3 separate regions of the Ovis aries genome follow, and regions 1 and 3 are each linked to region 2. The links are chromatin contacts, called in public Hi-C maps. All regions are on one chromosome and are shown on one strand. Each heading gives the region's core, a stretch centred on a gene start, on an enhancer-like site or on the middle of the called end of the contact. The rest is flanking DNA. Distances are from core to core; before and after follow the strand shown.

What was found. A called contact is a pair of places that touch in the nucleus more often than the background predicts.
Region 1: a contact with region 2 is called in a Hi-C map of muscle, with 2.3 times the contacts expected there. The contact joins the promoter of CENPS here to the promoter of KIF1B in region 2. A contact is called at or near these places in 4 of 16 Hi-C or Micro-C datasets (blood, muscle and tail adipose tissue).
Region 3: a Hi-C map of skin fibroblasts shows a contact between it and region 2, with 2.6 times the contacts expected there. The contact joins the promoter of PGD here to the promoter of KIF1B in region 2. A contact is called at or near these places in 2 of 16 Hi-C or Micro-C datasets (blood and skin fibroblasts).

Annotation. Positions count from the first base shown.
Region 1 is chr12:42,404,979-42,407,678 of ARS-UI_Ramb_v3.0, reverse strand. CENPS (centromere protein S) reads left to right here and starts at 1,261. Exons shown (of 4, transcript XM_060396498.1): 1 at 1,261-1,389. The coding sequence starts at 1,336.
Region 2 is chr12:42,604,963-42,607,662 of ARS-UI_Ramb_v3.0, reverse strand. It overlaps KIF1B (kinesin family member 1B), which reads left to right and starts at 1,339. Exons shown (of 47, transcript XM_060396494.1): 1 at 1,339-1,615.
Region 3 is chr12:42,429,481-42,432,274 of ARS-UI_Ramb_v3.0, reverse strand. It overlaps PGD (phosphogluconate dehydrogenase), which reads left to right and starts at 1,378. Exons shown (of 13, transcript NM_001009467.2): 1 at 1,378-1,455; 2 at 2,049-2,124. The coding sequence starts at 1,448.

The DNA.
Region 1 (2,700 bases), core at 12-2,511, 200 kb after region 2:
CACTTCAGTCGTGTCTGACTCTGTCTTTAGTTCCCCAGAGATGGCAGCCCACCAGGCTCCCCCGTCCCTGGGATTCTCCAGGCAAGAACACTGGAGTGGGTTGCCATTTCCTTCTCCAATGCATCATAGTCTAGTTTGTAACAAATGCTGAGTTCAGCTTCTTCATATTGGTTGCTTGAAATCTGGCAATAGTGGGAGTATTTACACCAAAAAACCCTGCAAATCAGGGTTTAATTCCTTGTTGACTGCTTACGGAAGGGGGGGGGGGAGGTGGATGTTAATAATGCATATTGAACTTGAATGTGCATGGTGTCTGTACCCTTTGTAGCATGAATAGCATAAGTTGAGGAAATATTCTTCCAGTACTTGACACTATTATTCAGTTCAGTAGAGAAGTTTCTTCCTCACATCATCCAAAAATGAGTGAAACTTAAAGAGTGAAGCTGGGAAGGAGGAAAACTTTCTTCAGTTGAAGAAAGTTTGGAAGCAGTGCAAATCTGTTAGGTTTCGCTATTTTTCACTTCTCTTTTTTTTAAAGTCTTCACTGAATTTATTATAGGGCTTCCCTGATAGCTCAGTTGGTAAAAATAGTGCTTCTGTTTTCTCTTTTTGCCACAAGGCATGTGGGATCTTAGCTCCTGTCCCCGGGATTGAACTCCACTGGATGGACCACCAGGGAAGTCCCTTATTTCCGTTTTTTTTTTAAATTCATGGCCGCCTGGCATGTGGGTTCTTAGTTCCCACACCAGGGATTAAATCGGCACCCCCTGCAGTGGAAGTGAGGAATCTTAGCCATTGGACCGCCAGGGAGTCCTGGTAAGTCCCTTAATTCTTAACATAAAGGAAAATCAGCTAACACTTGGGTCAAAACTATATTCCTTTGGCAACGGCAATGGGGTGAGAAACTTTTCGCTGAAGGGGATAGAAATCAAACATTTATCAGTGATCTGACTTTGTGACACTATAGAATTATAAAAAACTCACACTAGATTTAGCAAGGCATATCGAGGTTGCAGTCGCATGGAATTTACAATCGACTTGCGAACCCTTGTCCCTACACACATTGTTTCTGAGAACTGGTGTTGACAACTGTGCGGGACGCAGAGTTGGGCCTGAGGTCTCCGGGGAGCTTGGCTGGGGCCAGGCAGGCGCAGGCGCGCTGTGAGGCCCCCTTCCCAGAGTCGCCGCCAGGGGGCGGGCGAGGCAGCCGGCAGCTTCGCGCTTTGGCCCCCAGCGCGGCCCGTCGCCCGGCGCCGCGGCGGGAAAATCCGACCAGGTCTCCCAGGCGGCCGCGTCTTTCTGTCCTGGCGCGCCTGCCAGGATTCGCCCGTGGTGATGACGGAGGAGGAGGAGTGGTCCGAGGAGCAGCAAAGCTTCTCTTACCGACAGGTACAGGAGAACGGGGTCCTGGCGGGGCTGGGGAAGGACGGCGTCGAGATTCTGCGGGGAAAAAGGCGCCGCCTCAGCCCAGCCGCGTCTTCGTACCGAGGCCCCAGGTCGGAAGTCGAGCTCGGCCGCCTCCGGCCTCTGGCGCCTGCGCATGAGCCGACCCGGCTGCCGCGGGGGGTGCTGGGAGACGGTTTCCTTGGTTTGGCGGGTCGGGGCTTGGGGTGGCTGAGTGAGAGGGAAGATTCGGGGAAGATACCTGCCGTGCACCGGGAGTCCGGCGGCGGAGGCCCCTCTGGCTTTGTGACAGGCTCAGTCTCCTCGGACAGGGTTGTTCTGAGGCACGCGGCACGAGCTCTAAAAATGTTGGCTCCTCGAATCGGTGCGTCCATCCTGCGGGGGAGGAGACGGCCTCGGAACCTGTTGCAAACTCGGCCCTCCGGCTCCGGAACCCATCGGATGTGGGTTCAAATCTCGACTCCGCACAGTGTTGTGTTGACTCTCCCCGAACTCATTTTCCTGGATGGAAAAATCAGGGTGATAATAACCAGCTCTCGGCGTAGTTGCTGGTATTCAGTCCTTCACTTAGCACCGCGAATAAATACCGTGTGGGAGAGTCGTGAGAAAAACCAAGAATCTCAGAGGCTTAACCGAAGAGAATTGAGAATGAGGTCAGGAAAGGGGCGCTTCCTAAATTTCAGAAGCTGTTTACCCACCGTCTCCCTTTATTTTGAAGTTCGAGCCTTCAGAAAAGGTTGCAAATTAGCGCATTCATCACCCATGTGCCCCTCACCTCGAGTAACCAGTTAACATTTTGCTGTATTTGCTCCCTTCTTTTCTCGAAATTATTTGAGAATTAAATACACTTGATGCTTCACCTTTAAATTTTAATGCTTTAACATGCTTCTTCCAAGGTCATAATATCTGATCACATTCAAGAAACTTAATAATTGATAAAATCCTTTATCTAATATAAATCCATATTCCGTTTTCCCCAGTTGTCCCAAAGATATTCTTTCATGGTCTTTTTTTCTTCACCCAGGATCCAGTTGGGGATCATGCATTGTGTCTAGTCCTGGCTTTGGTCTCTCCTGGAACGGTTCTCCACCTCCTTTGGGTTTCATGACATTGGTGGTTTCGAAGAGTTCATTCATGGCAAAGATGTGGGAGATAAACTCTTTGAGAGCAGGGACTGTTCTTTTGAGTTTTGTGTTCTCAGCCCCTAGTACAGAGCCTAGCTCTCAACAGACAATAAATGCTTACTGAATAAGTGAGTCGGGCTGCAAAGATGGACTGAGAAATTTGAACCTCATC
Region 2 (2,700 bases), core at 90-2,589:
CATTCCCCTTTTTCAGACAGCCCTTTCCCCTATACAGACTTTATTACTTAAAAAAAATTAACTTTACTCCTACTTTAATGCTATACAGTTTTATTGCTTGTGTGGTTCAGTGTAAGCTATGTCAAATCCTTCTGTGGATAGGTGGAGTTTACATTGTATATGAAAGGTTCAATAGCTGTTGGCTGGATGGCGAGTATGGAGGAGTTTAGCGGTGGTGCAAATCTTCTGAAACCCTTAGTGTAGAAATTTAATTCTGATGTTTTAGCGTCTCTGCTTATACAGAGGCTTTTTAACATCCAATTCTGTATTGAATTCAGCGGAGGGGTGGGGGGAGGAATCAGATTTTATTTTAAATTTCTGCTAGTAAATGAAAAAGTATATCATAACCTTGTAAAATAGTGATGCCTGGCATGATAATTACCCATATTACTGTAGAATTAATATTTTATTAAGTACAGAATTGTACCTCACGTGAACAGCTGTGTACTTTTCTTTAGACCTGAATCTAAATCTGATTTTTAAAAATAGCTAGCAGAGCGCGTGTGTTCTCCGGTTTCTGAATTCCAATAACCCTCCTTTAAGGGAATCTCCCAGGGGGGACCTCGGTTGGTTAACTCCGGGGCGATACAAAGCATTTTGTTCGTTTACTCACGGCCCTTACTCGGTCTCCCAAGGAGACAAGTTGAATGCCCACTAAGTCATGCTTTTCCATTACTCATTCCGCCTTTTTTCCCAAGGTGGCGTGTGGGAGGTGTTGTGCTCGGGCTCGCTAAGAATAGGCCGGTAAGCTTTCTGCGGGATAGTACACTCATCCTTTTGCGTGTTTCAGCTCCGACTGCGCAGTGTTTCGCGGCTTCAGCGTGGTGAGATGTTTTCCAAACGGACAATGACTCCACACTCGGCTGCCTCCCACATTCGTTTCTGCCCCTCCGCAGGCGTCGGGTCCCCACAGTCCCGCCCCGCCCCACTTAGCCTTGCTTTGTCCCCTTACAAGGCGGATCACCGGGTTAGCCCGGAGCGGCTGCTGCCGGCTAACGCCCTTCGGGGGTCACCCGGTAGGGGACTCTGGGCGCCGCCTTCCCCCACCCCGCACCCCCACACACCAGCTCCGGCTTCTGAGCCACCAGGGGGCGCCCAGCCGTCTCCGCCTCTCTCACCGCCCCTTCACCAGCTCCCCCTGCGATTGGCCGGCCGCTCGGAGCTCTGCACCCCGATTGGTCGCTGCCCGCGTCAGTCGCGGGCGCCAAGGCGGACCGAGGTGACGCACGGCAGCCGGGCTTCGGGCGGTGTCCTAGGACGGCGGCAGCAGGCGGAGCTTGGAGAGGACGGACGCTGAGCAGTCTGACGGCGGCGGTCCTGGGAGGTGCCAGCGCGGGGCTGAGCCGCTCTTCGCCGGTTGCCGCGCCCGGGTCTCCTGGACTCCCGCCCTCCGTGGCCCTTGATGCCGGGCTGGCCAGCTGTGTGATGGGGCTGCCGAGCGGCGCCCTGCGGCTCTCGGCGGCCGCTGCTCGCGCTAAGGAACGTCGGTGCCGGGTTCCCCGCGCCCCCGCGAGCCGCGGCTCTTGCTGACCCGGCCCTCCCGCCCGCCTGTCAGTCTGTCCGCAGCGCGGCTGAGGTAAGGCGGGCGGCGGTTGGCGCTGCGCCGCCAGCCTGAGAATGGGACCGCCCGGGGGGAGGGGCGGCCAGGCCGGGGTCTGGCGGGGTCCGAGCCGGGGAAGCTCCGGGCCGGGCCGGAGCCGCGAACACTGAGGGCGCTGCCCCAGCGGGGCACCGAGTGGGGCGGGGCGGGGTGGGGGAGTCTCGGCCTCGCGAGTGGGGGACAGTCCTCGGGCCAGCAGCGAGCCCCGGGCTTGGGCCAGCGGCCTGCCGGGTCCCCCGCAGTGGCCCGCACCAGCTCTCCGCCTCCCCTGAGCCGCCAGGTTCCGGCTGTCCCCGGCGGTCAGCCGAGCCGCCGCTGCCCCTCGGTTACCCGGGCTCTCTGCGCACATTATGGCTCTCTCTGCTCCGTGCTGAAGCCACCCTTCTCATTTACCCCCATCCCCTCTCCCCCGTTAGGGTTGGCATCGAGGCTTCGGCTAGGAATGTGGTTGTGCCCTTTTGCCAGATGAAGGCAGGCGCGGGCATCGAGTGGGAGGGGGGAGCCGCTGTCGCAAGGACTGGAGAGAAGCGCGGTGGGAAGGGAGGGGGCTCGCTGGATGCTGGCCATCCGTGGCGGGGGCTGGTGTGGTCTCGGCGGTCGGCAGCCTGGGTTTACTCTGGCAGCCATATTGGGAGGATGATCTGACAAATCCTTTAGGAGCCAAGTCCCGTTGCTGGAAGGCACCGAGTGGCAGCCCTGGCAGCTTTCAGGGTGACTGGCCACACCGAAGCCAAGCTGTGGGGGTTGGGAGGCTGCTCCAGCGAGCTAGTCATTGTTCATGCAACACAAAACATTCCGGGCCCTAAAACCAGAATGGAACTCCGAAATCACTTTTTTTTCCTCCTTGGTGAATCGCTAATTGAGCTTCCAAGGCAAACTGCCTTCAAGATTGCATTCTCTTTGGGGTGAAATGATGCATTTCTGTGTTCATCGTCTATGATCAGGGCTATGGACACAGAGGGATGGTGATGCCTCACTCGTACAGAAGCAGATCTGAGGATTGCTAAGGCCAGTTTACCAGGGTGGAGGCCTGGAATTATCAATAGTACATTGCGACGCCG
Region 3 (2,794 bases), core at 129-2,628, 180 kb after region 2:
ACCAGGGACTGCGCACGTGGGAGATGGTATTTAATGCCCTGAACTGCCCGTTCACCCTTACGTGGCTTCTCGACCTCCATGCCAGGCCCCATCGCAGCCCAGCAAGTACTTCCCCTCCTGCTCTCTGAGCCTGTTTCTTCACCTGTAAAAAGAGGCAACTCGTCTCCCCCACAAGGTTGTGGTGAGGAGCAACGTTTCTTGGCACTCGTCACATGTGTCTACAGACAAGAATACACCTCCGGGGACTTCCCTGGTGCTCCAGTGGCTAAGACTGCGGGGTCTGGGTTTGATGCCTGGTGGGGCAACTAAGATCCCCCCTGCCACAACTGAGAGTTCTTATGATGTAACTAGAACTAAAGATCCCTTAAGCAGCAACTAAGAGCCAGGCGCAGCCAAATAAATAAAAATTTAAAAAGGAAAGAATGCACCTTGTTATGCCCAATTCGCGAAATCTCCCAGTGACCACCAGGGAGCCGGTATCCGATTCAAAAGCAAGAGTTTTTATTACCAAGCTCCAGCTAGGGCTCCCACTGTTACCAACGCAGCGGCTAAGGAGAGGAGCCCCGAGTTTTGGGTTACACTGCTTATATAGGGAATATTCAGGTGAAAGGGTAACAAAAAGGGGTGTTCAGGCTGAAGGACTACTGATTGGTTACCCTCTTCTATAGGGTCGTGTGTGGATCTCTGATTGTTTTTTTTTCACTTACAGGGTGAATCGTTATTTCGCAAAGGTAAATCATCACTTCCAAGGTAAATCACAAATGTAAATCATTACTTGCAAGGTAAATCACAAATCCTTGAACTTAAAGTCAGGAGGTTTATCCTAAGGGCTGATTGGCTTGTGCATAGCGGGGCAAGTTTAGGCAATATCCAAAGTCTAAGTCTGTTTGCCCGGTACCTTTGCAAAAATGGAATTCTTTTACAAGATGGAGTAGCTCAGGGCTCTACAACCTCGGGCCCTGTCCAGGGTGGAGCAATTCCACGCATAATCCCCAGAGTGTGCGCGGCGGAAGGGAGTGATGGACACTTGGACAACAGGCGTCCAAGTGCCCGCTGCACTGGAAAGGGCGGCCCGACGTGAGCCACCACTCTTCCGGACCGAGGCTCAGAGCAGAACTCAGGCCCTAAGTGTCCTTTGCCTGGGACCCGCGCCACGCCCCCGCGGGCGAGCAGGCGATGTCATCGATGTGCTCGGCGCTCTCCTGAGCCAGCCCTAGGAGTGGGCGGGCCTACTTTCCTCAGGTGGTCCAACAGGCGCCGGGCCGGACCAATGAAGTGCCATCAAGACTACGCCCCATCCTTCCGATTGGCCAGCGCTGGAAAGCCGCGGCCAAAGCCTCCGGGGGCGAGCCGGATCGGGACTCATCCCGGGTCGTCCTCGCCGTGCGCTCCCTGTGCTTCGGGTCTGCTTGCTCCAGCCTGCTTTGCCGCCGCCGCCATCGCCGCCATGGCCCAGTGAGTGACCCCGCGGGTGGCCAGGGAACTTTCTGGAGGCCGGCGCGGACACCGGAGTCGCCCCTGAAGTCGCCTCGCCCCGGGGGTCTCCAGAGCCCGGCCTCGTGGCGCCCGGAGCCCGGGACCTCCAGAGAAGCGCCGGACCCCATGCCAGCCCCGCGGCTTCGCCTTTCCTGGGACCCAGCCCCTCTGCGCCTCGCGGTGACGCGGGCGGATCCCGTTCCTAGGAAAGGAGAGAGAGGAGGGGACAGGCGTGGCCGAGGGCAGCTCGGGCCCCTGGACGGCCCGCCTGCGGAGACGGAAGGCCTCGGACGCGTCATCACCAGCTCGACCGTAGCGCAGAAAAGACTCTGCCGTGAACCCCCTCCTTGTGCATGTGTCGTTGGTCCAGGAGAGCTTGGGGACCCGCGAAGTGGTTGATGGGGGGTGGCCTGAAGGCTGCAACCCCGGGGTCTAACGTGCAAAAGGAAGGAGTGGGCTGGAGGAAATTTAAGACGAGTTGTTAATTGTATCAAAAGCTAGAAAACTCTTTTGAGTTGTGATGAATTAAGTGCAACTGACAAGCTTTCTTTGTTCCTCTTCCCCTCTTTCAGAGCTGACATTGCCCTGATTGGACTGGCTGTCATGGGCCAGAACTTAATTTTAAACATGAATGACCATGGCTTTGTGGTAAGTGGGAAGGGGCACACTCTTCCCTTAGGGGTCCTCGGTGCCTTAGCCTGAGTGCTGGGGACTGTTCTGATTTGAAAGATCCCTTGTAACTTGGAATGTGGTTCTCTTTCTATGTGCTCTGTTGCTGCTTAACATTTTTGCAAGAGAGAGAAGCCCCACTTTACATGTGAGGGTGGGAGGGCCCACCCTACAGTCCTCTCAGGAAGGAGTCCTGCTGAATGGATCTGCCCATTCTGTAAGGTGGCCTTGAGTAAACCTGCCCATCTCCTGAGGAGGAGAAATTCCTCCGAAAGCGTAGATCTCTAACTTTATTGCCTAATAGGATCTGGAGAAAAGTTCGGGTGTGAGTACTAAACTGGCTTAAATACAAGGATTATCAGTGACAAAAGGTAACAGTCTGGAGCTAGCCGGTTCCCAGATATAAGTCCTAACCAAATAGCGACAGGCTCTGGCCCAATATGTTACGGGTAGTTGACCTTTGCTTATATCCAGTCCTTTGCTTTTTTATCCTATTATAATTAACTTTACAGTGATCCATCAGCACTTGGTTGGAGAAAAGTTAGAATCAGGGTCCTCCCTTCCCAAAACCTTGGGCTGTATAGAAACCCATTGTCCCTTGATCCTCAGTCTGAAGGTCTTCTATGTCCTAGGTCTCCTAATCAGGCCC